3 separate regions of the Zea mays genome follow, and all the other regions are linked to region 2. The links are chromatin contacts, called in public Hi-C maps. All regions are on one chromosome and are shown on one strand. The core of a region is the stretch at or near the end of the contact, and the rest is flanking DNA. Distances in the headings are between cores, read along the strand shown.

What was found. A called contact is a pair of places that touch in the nucleus more often than the background predicts.
Region 1: a Hi-C map of tassel shows a contact between it and region 2, with 2.2 times the contacts expected there. The contact joins the promoter of LOC100279946 here to the enhancer-like site in region 2. A contact is called at or near these places in 5 of 25 Hi-C or Micro-C datasets (ear, endosperm, leaf and 1 more).
Region 3: a Hi-C map of endosperm shows a contact between it and region 2, with 7 times the contacts expected there. The contact joins the promoter of LOC100284286 here to the enhancer-like site in region 2. A contact is called at or near these places in 2 of 25 Hi-C or Micro-C datasets (endosperm and tassel).

Annotation. Positions count from the first base shown.
Region 1 is chr4:147,308,751-147,312,487 of Zm-B73-REFERENCE-NAM-5.0, reverse strand. LOC100279946 (putative casein kinase family protein) reads right to left here and starts at 1,425. Exons shown (of 14, transcript NM_001152896.1): 1 at 1,021-1,425; 2 at 852-892; 3 at 93-162; 4 at 1-13. The coding sequence starts at 1,096. It also overlaps the pseudogene LOC109945829.
Region 2 is chr4:147,123,741-147,127,371 of Zm-B73-REFERENCE-NAM-5.0, reverse strand. No RefSeq gene overlaps it. Among protein-coding and RNA genes, the nearest start is that of LOC100281666, 80 kb to the right of the region's middle. Within about 2 kb of position 1,836, at least 17 of the 20 cell types and tissues checked have an H3K27ac peak or open chromatin away from gene starts, as enhancers often do. A contact at or near this core is called in ear, endosperm, leaf and 1 more, where this site is marked.
Region 3 is chr4:146,921,621-146,925,391 of Zm-B73-REFERENCE-NAM-5.0, reverse strand. LOC100284286 (succinyl-CoA ligase beta-chain) reads right to left here and starts at 1,485. Exons shown (of 12, transcript NM_001157181.1): 1 at 1,229-1,485; 2 at 1,036-1,146; 3 at 1-74. The coding sequence starts at 1,330.

The DNA.
Region 1 (3,737 bases), core at 176-2,675, 190 kb before region 2:
TGAGGAATTCCAGCTGAAGTTTGGAAAACAAACAAACTAAATCAGTGAAAGCATATGAAACAAGCGACCTATGTCCCTGTATTAGTACTTACTTCCCCCTTGGAGAAGCATGTATAGTTTCGACTCATAATGAAGCTGAGGATGCCTTGATTTTACAGATTCCTGGTAAACATGAGATGGACAACAGTCAGGTAGCATGTCTTGAGGTTGAAAGGGGTACTACCAAGAGTAAGACTGAAATATCATACTGTCTCAAAAGGTAACAGTATCTCAAAAGGTAACAGTATATGTTCAGGCTAGAAAGCCATTACAAATAGAAAAATATAACCTAACATTCTCAGCACTTTTTTTTTGCTTCAGTCAATCCATGATCATGACATATATACAGGATAGAATGTAAAACTTTAAATTCTCTTATCATAGACCACAAGATATCAACATTCTGCAAGTGCTTTCTTCATATGCTCTGAAAATATGCCTTGTTACTTTCTTTAAAAAAAAAGGAACTGTTATACAGCCACACTAATGAAAGGTAACAGAACCATGATTGGAATTAGAACTGGATCCACAGGTCAATTCGCATGGACAACCAAGAAAAGGTTTTAAAATCTTGTTATTACTCATGTAAAAATATAGCTCGGGACCATGCCAGTCTTTTTTAAAGCAATTACATGCAGAACATCATCCATTTTCTGTCATCCCATAATCTACACACAAATTCTTCACGAAACCGTTGCTAGAATGGTAGACCATGATATGTTTGCATATGGAACAAACTCATGCCGAATGCCAGGCATATAACTCCACGACAGAGAAAAATGGTGCACGAACAGTATCAGATTATCTCATACCAACTTGATAGCCACCTCCTCGCCGCTCTGTATGTTGACGCCTGCAGCCAAAAACAAACATCAGCGCATCAGCAACAAATGCGGAACGACGAGCAAAACAAAACAGCGGCGCGTAGGAATCCGCAGAGACGCGTGAGAGATTCAATCAAGAACCCGGCGAGACGCTAACCGAGATAGAGCTCGCCGAAAGATCCGCTCCCGATCTTCTTCCCAAGCTTAAACTTCCCTCCGAACACGTGCTCCATTCCCGCGACCCCGCCAACAACCGCCCCGTAGATCGTCGCCCTCCGATGGAGAACGCTTACATTGCCAGTCCGCAGAAGATTCGAGCCGGAACGACCGGGAACAAGGGTTTCCCCGGATCTCTCAACACAAGGTAGATTCCGCGCTGCGAACCGCCACGTGCAACGGAGCAGTCAAGGCCGACCGGCGGACGGGCGGCGGCGGTGAGGCGGATCGAATTGGCGAGAGAACTCGGAGGTTTCGGGGCCTGGGGCGAGGGATTCGCGTCTCTGATTTCCGGGAGGATTTTAATTTTGGGTGGGTGAGATGGGGGGCGCTCGTAGAGAAAGTGTGGCCGGGTGGGACGCGGAATTCGTGGGAAACGGACGGGGGCTGGAGTGCTGGACAACGGATACCAGCGATAGGGGAGGCACGGCGATTCGTTCCCGTTTCGTTGTGCCTGCGGTACTGATCCGTGTCTGCTTCTGTGTTGCCTCTTGCCCCCTGGTCCTTTGTTGCGTCTGGTTTTCGTGCTTTCGCATGGTTCTTTCCTTACGCAGATACCCGTCTTTCCTCTTTCCTATATTCTTTGGTTATCACTAGAAACGTGCCCGTGCGATGCCACGGAATACAAATTGCGACCCTCCATGATACAGAGATTTGTTTGTTTAGGTTAAAAAATATTTAATCCCTTCAAAAAAAATTTACTCCACCGATTGTACTTCATTTTTCCTTGCATCGATGGTACAGAGATTTCTCTGCTGGTATTTCTTCCTCGCGGGGGTAACGCTGCAGTCCTTGCCCATGCGCTTGACTTGGGACTAAACTGGGAGGTCAAGAAATTCCAGGAACTGTCCTACCAATTACCAGTACGAAAAAATCACAGCAGCCACCCACTACCAATTCACCGTATGATCGGATAAATACACAGCAACCACCACCAATTCACGTACTACAGTGGGGGTAAATACACAGCAGCCACAACCAATTCACCGTATGGTTGGGGTGGAAAGATCGTGATGATTCCTGTTTCGGATTTCCTCACCGTTTTTTGTTGGGGTTTGCTACGTCCTACGACGGCGAAACAACCCACAAGTTTTAATTTGGCGACGTCGTACGGACCGTCGGTGGCTAGCATCCTGGATCCTGGTTCATCTGTCGTCTCCAGGGATTCGGCATGGAGGACGGCGTGTTCTGCGGCGTGTTCGACGGGCACGGCCGCTGCGGTCAGCTGGTCAGCAAGCTGGCGAGGGACCACCTCCCCTTCATGATCCTGAGCCAGCGGAACGCGCTGCTCCTGGGCTCCGACGACGACGGCGATGGCGACGGGGACGACCCGGCCTTCAACGACGCGTCGCCCACGGCGCCGTCGTCCACGGACGGCAGCCGCAGCAGGTGGTCGTCGCCGTCGTTGGCGCCGGCGCCGGCACAGATGCTGGAGGTGTGGCGGGAGGCCTACGCCAACGTGTTTGAGACCATGGACAGGGAGCTCGGGTCCAGGCCAGGGTGGACTGCAACTTCAGTGGCACCACGGCCGTGTGCGCCATCAAGCAGGGGGAGGACCTCGTCGTCGCCAACCTCGGTGACTCCAGGGCCGTGCTGGCGACCGTGTCGGAGACGGGCTACCTGAAGGTCGTGCAGCTCACCACCGACCAGAAGCCCAACGTGCCTCGTGAGTCCTCCTGATCCATCGCTGGATTGAACATGCGGGGGTGGATCCCTGTTGGACGACGGGCGCTAGGCACGAGCGAGGATCCCGCATGGTTGTTGGGCGGAGGCGGCTACATGCATGACGGGGATGGAGGCGGGGGCGGGAGCGAGGCTTGCGGGGGCGCGAGGATGGATGGAAGATGAGGCATGCGGGGGCGGATCCGTCGCTAGGCGCGAGCGAGGATGGCATCGCAATCGGACGGTGGGGATGGAGGCAGGGGCATGGTTGTGCCTAGTCTACACTATCGTCTTAAGGATTAGTAGAGATATAGGTAAACTTTGTTGTCCGATCCCAGCATGGTTTGGCCCATTGTCTACAGAACCCATGCCAGCCCGGCCCAATCATCAGATTATGCTTCAGCCTTAGGTACGTACGACGGGTTAGATTTGTTACATACCTGTCTTTTTTCTATTTTTATAAAAAATATATACTAATTATTAAGACTTCAAGAGTACAACCATTATTCTATGTTCTGAACATGTGACCTCTCAAGTAAAGGCCAAGAATAGCTACCGCTACACCGCATGTGTGTTTATGTCTCCATCTATGACAGAAAACACATCAATTATATCTCTCACCAAGCTCACTTGCTACCGTTGCACAATGCGTAGTAGTAGATAAGTATCACCGAGATTCTTGAATTATATTTTTGGATGAAGGTAATATTATTTAAAGAAGAGCTTTGCATGCAATTTCTTTTGTTTGAATAATGTTTTATACTTAAATTCCCTTTTTTGCATGCGTGACATTTATTCTTCATAATATTTTTTCCATGGATCAGACTTATGAGTCATTTTCATAAACCAATGCCAAATATGAATCCATGTTTCTTACTTGAAACCCCGAACAAACACCATGAGCAGGAGGCACTCGCGTTGGCGTCGCTCATCGATAACGAGAAGAAGCTTGGCGACTGTCAGTTCGACCTCTAGAAGTAGTCCTACGTGGTCGCA
Region 2 (3,631 bases), core at 587-3,086:
GCCCAACTCGTCAAGGGTGTGGTCCAGCTCAGTGTTGAGCACAACGACTAGGTTGACCATGTTGTTCAGCCTAGGATTGCCCTCACCAACGGGCGAGACATCACACCTCGAGCACTGTCGGTTGAACGGCGAGGGTAGTACATCAGGTCGAGGCTGTCAGCTACCCTGCTGAACAACAAGCAGTACTGCGAAAGCGCACGCCGTGTAGCATTTTGCATGGCTGCCTCGGCAATATCCCTCTTAGTGATAGAATAGTGCTCTGAGAAGGCCTCTGCACTCCGAAGATCATCGTCTGTGTAAGACCTAAAATTTGGTAGAAAAAATAATAAAATGAATAAATAATAATATTTATGATAGTGTTTCTAGAAGTTTTTTTTGGGAAATTATTAGGACCTTCACTCTTCATAATCAATTAAGAGTACTAAATTAGTTAAGTGACCAATAAATAGATAAAGCAAGATTGATATCTTGTTGATTTTGTGGTGAGGCATTTTATGGAAAACATAAACTTGACCTCCAATGTTAAATAAAAAACATGAAATAGAAAATGAGAAAGGAAATGTTTACGAAACCGTTCATCCCTCCCATAAATAAATAACAAGGGAAGAAGAATAAAATTTGTAAACAGTAGAATTTATATTTCCATTAGAACATTTGGAAACCTAAAAATTTAAACAGGAGCTTAAAATTTAAGTTTGAATACACGAGTTTGGAATTTGAAAAGAGAATAAAAAGGAAGAAAAGAAAAAGATAAAACCCATAACCGCTCTGGGCCAATCTCCTACCGGCCCACTTCATCCACGTCGCATAGGCCAACTACTCACTCGCTCCCGCTCACTGACATGTTGGGCCCGCACCGTCAGCCACGTCCTTCCCCGTCGCGCGCCAGCTTTGCTTCACTAAACGCTGCCTGCTGGGGCCAACTGCGCAGGAGCATCACCTACCTCTCCTCAACGGACTCACGGATGTCTCGGGTTGTTGCGACAACGCGCGCCGGCCACCCCCTGTGCTGGGCTCCGTCCTGGTGTATTTAACTGAGCCTCCCCCGTGCTCCCTGGTGGGTGGGCCCGGTTGCACAGGACTACCTTCTCCGCGTGGTTCGGCAGGCCGTTGTAATGGACCGCCGAAGACCTCCACCCCCACCTCGGCGAGTTCTTGGCCGGAGGATAAATACTGAGGCCATCGCCCCTATTCCTCCAAATCTGCAACCTCGCCAGCTATCAGAACGCCATTGCCTGGGGGATTGGAGCTTGTACAGAATCCGCTGTGAGTTGTTTTCCCGTTTACGCTAGTGCCAGAACTTCAATTGTGGTCGGGGGCTTCGTCGGGACATATAGATTGCGTGCGTGGTGCCGTTGTGGTCTAAAATCGACTGGAATCGTCGAGATTTCTCGCCGGTGTTGGCAGACAACGCCGACCCACCAGGCGTCGTGGCCAGCCTCCCCGAGGTCTCCCCCGCTGGTGAGAAACCCTTTTAGCCTTTTGATTTTACCTCTGCGTCGTGTAGAGACGGTAGAAATGGGGACTGGGGGCGGGATCACATGGACCTTATGCGCTAGTAATGGCGCCACCGCGGTGGCTGTGCCTGCGCCGGTCGGCCTATGCTCGGGAGGATGAAGAAAGGGTTGGAGCGTCGATCTGGAAACGGACGACTGTGGTGGGATGTTGAGGAGAGCTCACCATAGCCGTTGATTGGGCTAGGAACGACTGTGATTTGACAAGTGGGTACCCGTTTGGGGTATTAAATTTGCGACGTGAATCGACTATCGGACGGTGTGGAACATAGATGGGTTCGTGACCGTCGACCCGTAATCCTGTGGCCCACGTTTGCGTACTGGTTCGCGCGTGGATGAATCTAATATGCGCCATCGATATTGCATCCAACGGTGCAGATCCACCCATACCCCTTCGGTCGTTGTCTTTTGCTAAAGGGCCCCTGTCATTGTAGGTAATAAACCTGCGGTCCATGCAAGTTCAAAGACCTTAATAGATCAGTCCTGGAATTTACAGAGCGCATCCCGAGCTTTTAGAGATTAGTACCCGCAGTCCATAAATCTCAGAAATTTCTAAAAAGGGTATAGAAAATACTTTTAACATATAAATAATTCCTTAAAAACTTGGGAAATTTGTATCTCCTTTGTTTTAACTCCGATTTGATCCATTCCAGTTGCGTTAGCTTCATAAAAATATTTTCTACGCCGTAGCAACATCATATGTACCATACTCTATATATTTATAATTAGATAAATGTTCAATCTATACTCAGTAGATTAACTCTAATAATCTAGGTTAATCTCTCTATAATTATGATCTGATTAAAAGGAAATCCCTAATCAAGTTATAATTTAGATTAAAGTTGAGTTAGTTATTTATAGCATATTTGCTCATATGTTGTATAATAAAAAATTTATGATATTGGATAAATACTTAATCACATAAACCATATCCTTATAACCATAACCCCGATTTTAGTGCTTCTCGAACCCACGATCTCGTTACAACGTGTAGATTATTATTATGCAGTTTGTTCTTATGTTTGGTATGATGTTAATTTTACCTATACCATGTTTGTTTGTATTGCTACGATTAGTAGTGAGGTCCTGAGAATATAAAGATCATCCTGGTACCTGGGAATCTTGAGTCTCAGGCAAGTTGTCCCCTTGATCACTCCTTATTACCTAATAATGTTCGCTATTAATCGTTGTGACATGCTCAGGTTAATTTGATGGGACCTAATAGGTTTCCCTAGCATTGTTTATTCCCCACCTTGCAAACAGATGAATTATTGGGTAGATTTGCTATTGCTCTACCTGGTTTTGGGACTAATGTTTCATTATGACCATGTTCCAATTATGTTGTTGTTTAATTATTGTTCACGATAAGATCATATTGTTAATTGGAACATGGAGAACCACTCGGGAAAACAATGCTACCACAAGGGTGGTATGGGACGCCCTTGGCTGACTAATTAGCAAAGCTAGTGGATGACTACCTTACCCGAAAGGGACAAGGCCGTAGGGGAGTGGTCAGTGTAGGGAGGTCCTTGGGTTGATTTTGCTGCGATGGTTGTCAGGCGAGGGATCCCTGCATCAGAGCTTCCTAGAAAATGTAGTGGGTTTTCTGAAGCTAGTGGAACTTTGTAAAGGCCTCGTAGTGTTACCCTGCCTCACCTCCTTGGTAGAGGTGTATGAGATTCATGACCCCTTGGAAGATGGGTAACATGACTTGTGGGTAAAGATGCACAACCTCTACAGAGTGTAAAACTGGTATATCAGTCGTGCTCACGGTCATGAGCGGCTCAGACCCTCACATGAGTAATTTATGGAACTAAACTTAATTTGTCATATGCATTGCATTGTGGGTGTTGTAATCAATTTTGATCTACTACTTATTTGGGTTGGTATCTACTTATACTTAGTAATTGCTAATAAAATTTTGACCAACTTTAAAAGCAATGCTCAGCTTTAACCATCCTCTTTGGTAAGCCTTACACTTAACATGAGCTCCCACCTTTGGTGAGTTCATGCACATTATTCCTCACAACTTGTTGAGCGATGAACGTATGTGAGCTCACCCATGCTGTCTCGCACCCCCACAGGTCAAGAACAAGTACCACAAGATGAGGCGCATG
Region 3 (3,771 bases), core at 236-2,735, 200 kb after region 2:
ACACCTCCTTGCAGCCCACTTTTGAAAGTTCCCAGCCCTCGGCCACCAGCAAGGATTTGACTTTTAACAACTATCTGTAATGAGAACACCTTGACTATGAAACTGTGACTAAATTGCAATGAGCAAACTATATGTCTAATCTTAACTTAGATTACAAGCATACATGCTGCTTAGCTATATACGGAACCTTTTTCATAAGCATGCACAAATAAAAGGTCAGAAATATTGCACCCAGCATTTTCATAAAAAGCATGCATACATCATAAAGGTCAGAAATATTGCACATAGCATGGAGAAGAGTCGGTATGATAATGTTAGATATGACATGGAAGGTTGCATATAACTCCATTTGCAGCTAAGATAAATGTGACTGTTTATGCCAAATATAAAATACTGTTTATACCCACCAACTCAATAACCCATTGACCACTTAAAATACACCTAATTCCAGCACCCGTAAAAAAGAAAAATCAATCATAAATTGACCACCATACAACCACAACTCAGCATAAATTCTAAGTAAACTACATTCTTCTGGGTCTAGAATCACCGTGACTGTCACACCCAAGCCATGGACCAAGGTTATTAAAACTGTAAAACGTTGGAACGCTCATGGGTGAAATTTTGACTTTTAAACGTTTAAACTTTGTTTAAACGTAGTTTTAAACAACACAGGAAAAATACCAATACATCATAATTTCAGACAATAATATGAAGTTAAATACCAAAATAGAGAGGTTAGTGGCTTACCAAAACTTCACCCATGAGCTGGATTGAACCTCAAAAGTAACTAATAGACTGGGCCCAAAAGTAGCTAACGGTCTAAAATGCATAAAACACTGCGTTTTACAGTTTAGAACGCCAAAACGCTAAAACGTGGTTTCAACCTCTAATTAGAGTTTTGACGTTTAAACATCGTTTAAACGTAGTTTTAATAACACTGCCATGGACGACTGCATTTTGGATCACGAGGTGATAAGATGAACATAATGAGGGGTCGAATAACAGAAGATGAAGAAGTTGTGGCGTCATCACCTCTTTCTCACTGGGGAACATGTTCTTCAAGGCGTCATTGACCTCCTGTACGGACCCCGCCGCCGCACCCCTGGGTACGTTGATACCGTACTTCCCCATCAACTCCGCACCCTGCAGACCCAAACAATCCATCAGCCCCTGCCTCCAAACAGCACCAATAAATCAAAGTGAGAGATCTGGAAGCGCTGGACACCTGGTACTCGTGGATGTTGAGGCGGCGAAGCTGCTGGTGCTGCCATCTCCCGGCGACGGAGAGGGCGCGCGACGCAAGCTTGCCTAGCGATCCGCGAACCATGGCTGTGGTGACCTAGGCGGGGATGCTCCTCCGATCCGGTAACCCTACAAGCTTGGAAGACGCCTCTTTGCGATTTGTTATGTTGTTTCCCTTCCTTTTCACTCGATTTTCTCTCTCGTTTCCTTTCTTGCGGAAGGGACGAAGGGGGGCCGTGCGGGTGCGGCGGCGGGGTGCGGACCGGGCCCGGGGTAGACCAGACCAGTACACGTTGAACGGAGAATGGTTTCACTCAGAATGAAGTCATTCTCGATGGATACTAGCGGGTTACCCTACCTTGCGACGGCTCACAATAATAACCACATAAAGTATCCATCAAAAAGATCTCAAAGTTTTTTATTAATTGTCAAAGTTTTTTATTGATTGTCTCTTCTCTCCACATAATTTTTTTATTTGACTAAGCGAGTCGACATCGTGGTAAAGGAAAGGTCATGTAAACAGACAATGTCGAGCTATCGAATGGGTACCATAGGCAGCAAATCAGGGACCTCATCCCTCGCCTCCCCCACTTTCAAGGTTTTGTAGATTGGAAGAGGCAATCATACTTGTTCGTTGCCGGAGAAGGACACGACGAAGACATGGACATCTGGAGGCGATATAGGTAGTATACCACTAGATACATACACGAAGAGAGCACGCAAGCGGAGAATGAAGTTCATCCAGAGTAGCTGCAAACCGAGAGACACCTCACCAGACGTTAGTCCGAAAAGTGTCGGGGACCATAATTAGGGGTACCCCCAAGACTCCTAATCTCAGTTGGTAACACCCATCAGCACAAAGCTGCAAAGGCCTGATGGGCGCGATTAAGATCAAGGCTCAGTCCACTCAAGGGACACGTTCTCGCCTCGGCCGAGCCCAGCCTCGGGCAAAGGCAGCCGACCCCGGAGGATTCACGTCTCGCCCGAGGGCCCCCTCAAGCGACGGACACACCTTCGGCTCGCCCGAGGCCCAGTCTTCGCGGAGAAGCAACCTTGGCCAGATCGCCACGCCAACCGACCGTATCGCAGGAGCATTTAATGCAAGGATCACCTGACACCTTATCCTGACGCGCGCTATTCAGTCGACAGAGCCGAAGTGACCGTAGTCACTTCGCCGCTCCACTGACCGACCTGACAGGAATACAGCGCCGCCTGTCCTACTCCGACTGCCGTGCCACTCGCCAGAGTGAGGTCGACAGCGGCTAAGTCCAGCCTCGGGCACCATAGGAAGCTCCGCCTCGCCCGACTCCAGGGCTCGGGCTCAACCTCGACGCTGGACGACGGACTCCGCCTCGCCCGACCCCAGGGCTCGGACACAGCCTCGGCCTCGGAAGACGGTCTCCGCCTCGCCCGACCCAGGGCTCGGACTCAACCTCGACCTCGGAAGACAGACTCTGCCTCGCCCGACCCCAGGGCTCGGACTCGACCTCGACCTCGGAGGAGCCTCCGCCTCGCCCGACCTAGGGCTCGGACCGACCACGTCACAGGGGGGACCATCATTACCCTACCCCTAGCTAGCTCAGGCTACGGGGAACAAGACCGGCGTCCCATCTGGCTCGCCCCGGTAAACAAATAATGATGGCGCCCCGCGTGCTCCATGACGACGGTGGCTCTCAGCCCCTTATGGAAGCAAGGAGACGTCAGCAAGGATTCGACAGCCCCGACAGTTGTCCTTCCACAGGGCCCAAGCGCTCCTCCGACGGCCACGACATCACATGAACAGGGTGCCAAAACCTCTCCGACTGCCACGACGGCATGTACTTAGGGATCTAGCTCCTCTCTGCTAGACACGTTAGCACATTGCTACACCCCCCATTGTACACCTGGACCCTCTCCTTACGCCTATAAAAGGAAGGTCCAGGGCTCTCGTACGAGAGGGTTGGCCGCGCGGGAGAACGGGCTGACGCATAAGGCTCTCGCTCTCTCTCTCTCTCCCACGCGAACGCTTGTAACCCCCTACTGCAAGCGCATCCATCCGCCCTGGGCGCAGGACAACACGAAGGCCGCGGTTTCCCCTTACTGTTCTCCCCCCTTTGTGTCCCATCTCGCGCCGACCCATCTGGGCTGGGACACGCAGCGACAATTTACTCGTCGGTCCAGGGACCCCCCGGGGTCGAAACACCGACAGTTGGCGCGCTAGGTAGGGGCCTGCTGCGTGTTGACGAACAGCTTCCCGTCAAGCTCCAGATGGGTAGTCTCCAGCAACCTTTCCAACCCGAGACGATGCTCCGTTTCGGGAGTCTTGAGTTCATGTCCCTCGACGGCAGCTACGACATGATACTCCTTCCTTTGCCGCGCGACAGCGACAATGGCGGCCGTCAGCCCGCCCGCCAGCGGTGGAATCAACGACGTCTTCCCCACATGGCGGAAGAACAACATCCGGGTTTGTCCCGTCACCTCCCCCACCAACGGAGGAGGAGGCGAGGCAACCATGGCCAAGCAGGAGGCGGCACCTCATCGGCTGTC